2 separate regions of the Mus musculus genome follow, and region 1 is linked to region 2. Evidence: chromatin contacts called from public HiChIP or PLAC-seq data. All regions are on one chromosome and are shown on one strand. The core of a region is the stretch at or near the end of the contact, and the rest is flanking DNA. Distances in the headings are between cores, read along the strand shown.

Region 1 (4,227 bases), core at 1,265-3,764, 620 kb before region 2:
CAATGGAATATTAGTTAGCACTAATAAGAAATGCGCTATCAAGACGTGACAAGGCACAGAGGAGCCTTGAATGCACACTACTAAGCCAAAGAGGCCATGTGAAAAGGCGATATATTGAGTGACCCCAATTCTGTGACATTCTCGAGATGGCAAATTTGTGGGAATAGATGGCTGGTGGAGGGCAGGGGTAGCTAGTTGAGCATGAAGGATTCTTTTTTCGGGGGGCGGGGGGGGGGGGTTGAGACAGGGTTTTTCTGCGTAGCCCTGGCTGTCCTGGAACTTACTCTGTAGACCAGGCTGGCCTCGAACTCAGAAATCTGCCTGCCTCTAACTCCCAAGTGCAGATTAAAGGCATGCGCCACCACTGCCTGGGTAGCATGAAGGATTCTTATAGCAGTAATATTACTCTACATGATAATATAGATGCACATCTTTTTAAGTTTGCCCAAATTCATAGAATATATACCACAAAAATTAGCCAGGGGGCTGGAGAGATGGCTTAGGGGTTAAGAGCACTGGCTGCTCTTCTAGAGGTCCTTAGTTCAGTTCCCAGCAACCACATGGTGGCTCACAACCATCTAAAATGGGATCTGATGCCCTCTTCTGGCACACAGGTATATGTGCAGATAGAGCACTCATGAACATAAAATAAATAATACCTAAGAAAAAAAGATTAGCCATAATATTAAATGTTTGTGAAGTTTGGTGATTATAATGTGGGCTCAGGTCAGGTGGTAGTGGCATACACTTTTAAGTCTAGCATCTGGGAGGCAGAGGTAGGCAGATGTCTGAGTTCTGGGACAGACAGACAGGACTACATGGAGAAACCCTGCCTCAAACAAACAAACAAACAAACAAAAAATGAAATGAAATGAAAAATGAAAAAACCCACAAAATTAAAAAACCCACAAAACAACAATAGCAAAAAAGTGGGTTCATCTGTTGTAATATAGCACTCTGGATGGTGGATACTGGTAATGGGTGAGTCTACACAAAATCAGAGCCACCATTTTGTGTATTGTGCTAATTGGCATAGATTATCTGATTTAATCTTCCAAAGAGATAGATAGCATCACCCCCACTTTAGAGGTGCAGAAATGAGACACCCAGTAGCTGACAGAACACCCAGTGCAGGAAGGTCTACTTCAGCAGTTAGGCAGTCCATTGTCTCCTCAGGTCTGCGGTGGGAGCTGAGTCCAGCACACAGCAGCCCTGGTGTCTTCCTCCTAGCCAGAGCTAGAGGCACTTTAGTCAGTGACTCACACGGTATGTAGATGTGGGTGGCCCAGTTGCCCCGCTCATGGGGAAAGGTTCGGATTCGACCGCCATGCTTTGCACTGTCGTCCTCAGGCCCTTCCTCTGTGCTGGGGAACATACTTAGCACACTGTCAGGCACTGGAAGCTTCTCACTGGGAACGGGGTTCTGGCCACTGCAAAAGAAGAACACACATTTATCCTCATTGATACCCCTTTGAACAACGGTAGTTCTAAGCTGTTATGCACAGTGATTCTTACCCACACCAGTCTTGCCATGTTGGCCTCGAACTTGATCCTCCTCCCTCAGCCACAATGGCTGAGTGTTCATTTCCAGGAAGGGGTTGAGCTTCTACTAAAGAACCATAGCTTTCTAGAACTGCTTAAGTTTCCTAGCTGGGAAGGCAGACCTCAGCTGGCTCTTGGTCCCCATGGAAACATTTCAGCAGGTAGCAGTGTGGCTTGGAGGTCCCTATTAGATAGTTGGACAGGCCTGAACTCAAGTAGCTCTGTGATCTTGGCTTACATTAATTTCCTCACGTGTAGAGCATATTTTTACTTGCTAGAGCTCTTGTGCAATGAACCGACACACTACAGTCAGCAAAGACCAGTATTTAAGAACCTCGAAGATTTAAGCCTCTTGGCGCATGAGATTTTCATGGGTTTTTCAACAGGCTGGTGTCTCCAGTCTACCGTGTGGCTCACGGTGGCTATTCATTAACCATTTACTAGACGAACGAAAAGCTTGGGTTATTATTGCATAGTGTTCAAACGAGGAAACATCTGGGAAGAAACATAGTTGCTTTCCAAAAGAGAAAAAAAAAAAAAAAAAACGCACCAACGGAGAGGGCTGGACTTGAACCCGTGTCCTCACTCCCAACTTTGCCTTAGCCAGGGTGTGTGTGTGGTAGTGCCATTCCAGGGCTTTGTCCAGGGTGTGTCCTGAATCCTTTCCCTCGACATCCCTTTTTCTCTTACCGGGGAACTGACCCACCCTCTTGGTTCCCCGGGAGGCTCGGGTCCCACTAGGGTTTCAAAAGAATCTACGCTCGAGAGAGAAAAATTCCTCGATCCTCACCAACGGTGGAAGCCAGTACCCGGTTTGCTCCGCCCCGCGGCGACAGCCTCCGCTTCATCCTCTGAACCGCTGCTGCTGTAGCCCACCAGGGGCGCCGAGCTCATGGGGCCTCGACCACAAGCCGTGTCCACCGACAACCTGATCCGACGCCCGGAGTTCCTCTGAGCCGGAAGTGCTCTGTGGGGGGCGGGACCTAGAGTAGCTCCACCTCGGGGCGGGGCCTGGCGACCCGGGGGGCGAAGCCCAGTGGAGCTTAGGACGGACGGCGGCCACCGCCTGTGCGGTAAAGGCTGTAGGAGGCGGCCTTCCGGATCACTCCGTCGCCCCAGTGTGGGTTCCACAGGTCTGCGGGTCTGTTTGCCAGACTTGCAAAAAGTTGGAGTCTCAGGATCCCTCTTGAGAGCGAGCTGAGCCGCAGGTCAGCTGCAGAAGACCGGAGAGTCAGGTGGGGCTGCGGCGAGCCGGGGATGAGGATCCCGGCTCCTCCGCGACCGTAGGCTCCGGCGAGCGGATCCCGAGGCTCCAGCCCCGCCCCTCCGTACCCACAGGCTCGGGCCAGCGGGGCCGCGGGTCCCCGACAGGGGGCGGCCTCGCTCCGCGCCGCGGGCTTCTCGGCAGCCGCCGCCCCGGCTGCCGCTCCTCCCCCGGCCCCGCCTACCCGGCCTCGCGCCGACCCTCTGTCCGCCGGTCTCTGCAAGACCCGTCGGTCTGTCCGCTCGCCCGTCCGTCCGCTGCCCCGGTCCCGCTAACCCGAGTGCGCGGGTCGATTCGTCGGTTCCGGCTGCTGCAAACCTGTCTCCCGACTCCGCGCTGCCTGCCTCTGCTACGCGAGGCCCGGGGATTGGCAGGACGCGTAGGCCGCGCCGCGGCGGATGGAGCCGGAATAAAGAGGCGGCAGAGAAAGCAGCTGGTCTTCGCTTGTCCCGCGCCTGACCCCTGGAGCAGGTGAGTGGCAGGGCACCCGGGACTGCATCTGGGGGCCACTCCAGTAGCCCCTGCACCCAGGGAGAGCCTCCTGAGCTCCGAGGCGATCCAGGCTGGGCCTGGAAGTACAGTTGCTTCCCGGGCACCGTTTGAGGCTCTGGGGCCTTCCTCGGCCGGAACCACCCCCTTTTCGGGACGCAGTGGCTGGGCCATCCGGAGCAGGAGCTGACAGCAGGCAGCCCAGCTGGGCCTGATGGGAGGAGATCAGCTTTCATTCGGTGACTCTGAGAGGAAAAAGGGCTAGGGTGGGGCGCGGGTGGGGGCTTCTCTTTGCCTTTCCTCTCCACTTCTCTCTCCAGCTCTTGTGCAGTGAGCTAAGAGTGTTCCTGGCTTCTCCTTACTGGAGAAGGGTCAGGGTAGGCAGTGGGGTTGCTCTAGGAGGTGGGGAGTGGGGGCGGCTGATGGGGCTGGCAGCCATTCATACCAGGAAAAATAACACACAGTTGGATTAGTACAGCTAGATCAGACAGTGTTCCGTGCAGTCCACCGCTCCTCTCTACCTTAGGAACGCTAAAATGGCCAGCTGTGGTTGGTTGGTCGTACTCCTAGGTACTACCCCAAATCAGCAGCCTCTTTATTCCCTCCCTTCCCAGAAGATGCTGAGGGTGACAACTTTTAGCTTGATTCTTAGGTTTCTTTAAGAGAACAGTTAGAAGCCAGCTGGCTTATGGGAACATTCTCTACTTTCCTTCCCTTAAAGAAAACTTGCAAACTTTTAAATCTATAAGCAGCTGAGAACCTAGAAAGGAGGCTGCCTTTGATTCCAAAAATAATTCTCTGTGGGATTGCTTTAATACTATCTCAAAGTGGTGAATTAGAGATTTGCTGGCATGGGGTGGGGGCGGTGGTTAGGTGGGCTTTATCTTGCAGTGATTACTGTGAATATTTGGGACTTGGAGGAGACACACCCT
Region 2 (4,298 bases), core at 1,081-3,580:
CCAGAGGTCTGGAGTCTGGAAAGCTCACAACCACCTGAGACTATTTCCAGGGGCTCTAAGCTTTTCTTGTCTCCTTGGCACCCATGCAATGTGCACATACACATACAAATAAATAACTTAAAACTAAAATAAAATTTAAAAAATGATCCAGATGTTCTCTGTCTCTCAGCCTTGCTTTGAGACAGCAATATATAAGAAATGCTTAGCACAGACCTTAGAAGTTTTCTATTGCATAAAGTGTCTAGGGCCAGGAAGGTAACCAGTGGGTAAAGGTACCCCCAAGCCTGAGGAGGAAAGCTTTATCTACCAGACCTATGAGATGGAAGTGTTCTAGAGTTAATATACCATCCAGTGAGGAATCTTCTGCACACTTAGGGGTTAACAAAGGAAAAACCTCCTTAATAATAGTGTGCTATAGGTTCTGACTAACGCACAGAAGGGAGCCAGCCTGAAACAGAAAGTTTTGCCATCTTACATAGGCCTTAGGTTTATGCTTCACATATTCTGTCATCCTTAAATCTCTCTCAGGTCCACATTCCAGGTTATTATGAATGATTTAAACAGAGACAGGAGACTACAACTTTGGTGGGAGATTTACATGGCAAAGATATTGTTAGAATTATTTAAGTATATATGGCTGTTTGGGTGGCAATGGTCCCATAGGCTCATATGTTTGAATGCCTGGTCCTCAGTTGGTGAGCTGTGGCTAGGTGTGTCCTAGTTGGAGAGGGGTGTCACTGAGGATGGGCTTTGAGGTTTTAAACACTCACACCAGGTTCTCTCTTCTCTCTTCTCTCTCTCTCCCCCTCCCCCTCTCCCCCTCTCCCCCTCCACCTCTCCCCCTCTCCCCCCTTTCTCCTGATGCTTACGGATCAGTTACTCTCTCAGTTACTGCTCCAGTGCCACACCTGTCTGCTTCCCTCCATGATGGTCCTACAAGCCCCCAGTTAAATGCTTTCTTTTATAAGAGATGCCTTGGGCTGGAGAGATGGGTCAGTGGTCAAGAGCACTGACTGCTCTTCCAGAGGTCCGAAGTTCAATTCCCAGCAACCCCATGGTGGCTCACAAACATCTGTAATGGGATATAATGCCCTCTTCTGGTGTGTCTGAAGTCAGCATATATATAAAATAAATAAATAAATCTTAAAAAAAAATGAGAGCTGGCCTTGGTCATGGTGCCTTTTCACAGCAATAGAATAGTAGCCAAGACACATGTGCACATGCAGACACATGTGTGTGTCATATATAAATGAATATATATGGCATGAAAAGTACAACCACATTGAGAGACGTCATTTGGTATTTAAATAATGATATATATTTAATGATGGTTGGAGTTTCCTTTTAACACACTGATGTTCACTCCTTTACCGCTGGTCCTCCCTGAATCCTTCTCTGGCCATAAAGGGGAAAAAAATAGACAGAAAGAGGGAAAAGAGACATGGAAGTTTACAAAATCCAAACTTTGCTGGGCATAGTGGAACACACCTATAATTTCAGTACTTGGGCCATAGAGACAGGAGGATTATGAGTTCTAGGCTAGCCTGGGCTACAAAGTGAGATGCTGTATCTAGAAAGAGAAAAAGATATGACCCCTGTGAATCCAGCCTGGTCTACATAGTGAGTTCTATACCAAGCTACACAGTAAGATATTACCAATCTCGTCCTCCCCCCCCCCAAAAAAAAATCCATAGGGGGAGGAGGGAAAGAGGGAGGTAAGAGGGCCGGAGGATGGCTCAGCAGTCAAGAACAGGTACTGCCTTGCAGAGGATCCTAGTCTACTTCCAAGCACCCATAACCAGGTGGCTCACATCTGCCTGTAACTCCAGCAAGGAAAGCCTACACCTCTGGCCTCCTGGGCAGCCTGCACTCATGTTCATATGCACACATGCACATAATTTAAAATATTTTTAAATCAGAAAGAGGGAGAATTAAAGAGAGAGGGAGAGGGAGAGAGAGAAGAAAAGGGAAATTTGAGTCTCACTGCGGTGAAGGTCTAAAAAGGAAAGCAAAAGCCTTCGGCCTCCCTCCTAGAGGGAAGGAAATGACACAGAAGCTGGTGGCTTTGGGCAGTTCACTGGGAGGAAGAATAACATGCCCTTAAATGGAAAGGGGGAAAGGAAAACTGGCTGTAGGGGCCAAGTTCCCATCTCCCTAGCTTTTCACAGCCACTTCTGCAGGTAACAATCCTCTCCCATTGCTGGCTGGGCTCCTGGCTCCAGGCTGGTGTCCAAGCCCGAGGGGTTTCTGGCAGCAGCATGCTTGCCTTATCCATGCCAGGCGGGGATAGCCCAAACGAACTCACCAGAGCCTGCCCAGCCTCAAGTCCTGCCAGCAGAGAGCCTCATACCTTGGCTGCAGCCACAGTGATTCTGGTTTTCTGTTCCCAGGACCTCAAATATCCCCACAGCTATCCTGAGAAAGATGGTGGGTAATTCCAAAATATAAATGCAGTTTTTCATCTTCTTTTGTTGTTGGTTTTGTCTCTTTAAGAAAGGACTTGTTATATCATAGTATAATATAGTATAATATGTATATTGGTCAGGCAAATCTCCAACATGTGGTTTTCCCCTGCCTCAAGCATCCTTAATACTGAGATTACAAGTATGATCCACCAGGCTAATATATACATTATATATTATATACATTACATAATATATACATTACACACACATATACATATATGTGTGTGTATATGTATATGCATATACATGTGTATATATGCATATATATATATATATAAAACATTAATATATATTAATGAGAGTCTTGCTAGATTTCCCAGACTCATTTTGGACTCCTGAGCTAGAGCAATCCCTCCACCTCACCCTCTGAGTAGCAAGGCTCACAAATATGAATTACTACATCCAGCTTAAAAATGGCTCATTAGTGGTTCATTAACAGAAGCCTTCCCTGGCCCCCAGCCGCGTTCTCTGACCTGAACGTGCCAGGCTGTTTATTACGCATGTGGCTGCTTCTGTGAAACACTGGCTACAGATGTCCCCACCACAGCCACCCTCCACATGGCAGAAGTGGCTGGGACTTCCCTCGTCTCCCTGGGACCTTGTAGGCATCTTAGGAATGTTCGATACTGAGCAGACTAAAGCACTTCCAATTCAGACTCTTCCACGTGTGTTTGCAGCTGGGAACTGGGTACCTGTTTTCCTGCCCTGGGATTGCAATTTTGGGACTAGACTCTCCCCTGCTAACGCCTGACTGTTGAGGTTGTGGGGATGGGTCTCCTTCTACCTATTCAGCTCTTTGACCAACCCCCAACACACGCAGGATCAAGTCCCACCCTGAGTACCAGCCCAGGGACTCCTGTTTAATGGTGGGTTAAGGAGGAGGCATTGTAACCCTGGAGCCTATGGGAAAGGGTTTGTGCTACCGGTTCCTGCTCTTTTTCCCTCCCAGAGCCATGCCACCCCCTACTCCCAACCCCCCTCTACTCCCGTCTCTCCTCAGAAATCATGCTAAGATGGATTTGGGCCTCAGAAAGTCGGTGATACTGGATTCAAACTTGTTAGGTCTAGAGATGACCCTGAAAGGCTGGGAAGCAGCTGTCTGCCTAGGGCCTCATGATACACACAGAAAGTGCATACCTTCCCAGAACCCCCAGTTTCCCAGAGGAGGTTCATGCCCTGATTCTACAGACATTTTCAATTAGATACAACTAGCATATTGGCTAGTTTTATGATGCAAGCTAGAGTTATTTGAAAGGAGGGAAACTCAATTAAGAAAATGCCTCCACCTCCATAAGATCTACCAGTTGGGCATTTTCTTAACTAGTGAGTGATGGAAGAGGTCCCAGCCCATTGTGGGTGTGGTTACCTCCGGGCGAGTATTCTTTGGTTCTGTAAGAAAGCAGAATGAGCAAACTGTGACCGAGCCATGAGGGAAAGGAGACCTCTTCCTCAACAGCCAGGCATTAGCTTCGGAGATTCCAGTCCTGAGATGCAATCCTGGAGCAGGAACACAGGGACCCAGTTCTCAGTGCAGTGAGCATTTGGCCATCTGCACTGTGGGCACTTTGGTCTCTAGCCGTAGAGGCAACAACTCCCCCCACCCAGTAGTAACACAGAAAACAGTGAACTGCGTGAAGTACTCTAGCAAGGGGCATGGGGACATGTTTAAGACTGGAACACCTAGGTATTCACCGTGGCATTTGTTTACTGGGATAAAACCATCTGAACAGAGTAAATACTGCTATACTGCATGGGAAAGAGTTTCCCACTCCCTGCTACCATATCTCTGCCACCCATGCCTGTTAGTTTTTTGTTTTGTTTTGTTTTGTTTTG

What was found. HiChIP or PLAC-seq counts read pairs in DNA pulled down with a chosen protein or histone mark.
Region 1: a contact with region 2 is called in an H3K4me3 HiChIP or PLAC-seq map of bone marrow-derived macrophages, with 5 times the contacts expected there. The contact joins the promoter of Usb1 here to the enhancer-like site in region 2. A contact is called at or near these places in 1 of 39 promoter capture datasets (pre-B cells), 3 of 484 Hi-C or Micro-C datasets (CD4 T cells, CD8 T cells and effector CD8 T cells) and 6 of 115 datasets of contacts at active chromatin or transcription factors (the SCID.adh cell line, bone marrow-derived macrophages, large pre-B cells and 3 more).

Annotation. Positions count from the first base shown.
Region 1 is chr8:95,330,571-95,334,797 of GRCm38.p6, reverse strand. Usb1 (U6 snRNA biogenesis 1) reads right to left here and starts at 2,514. Exons shown (of 7, transcript NM_133954.2): 1 at 2,333-2,514; 2 at 1,264-1,430. The coding sequence starts at 2,436. It overlaps Zfp319 (zinc finger protein 319), which reads left to right and starts at 2,987. Exons shown (of 2, transcript NM_024467.4): 1 at 2,987-3,277.
Region 2 is chr8:94,709,278-94,713,575 of GRCm38.p6, reverse strand. No RefSeq gene overlaps it. Among named protein-coding and RNA genes, the nearest start is that of n-TLcag4, 7.3 kb to the right of the region's middle. Within about 2 kb of position 2,330, at least 109 of the 459 cell types and tissues checked have an H3K27ac peak or open chromatin away from gene starts, as enhancers often do. A contact at or near this core is called in CD8 T cells, bone marrow-derived macrophages and memory CD8 T cells, where this site is marked.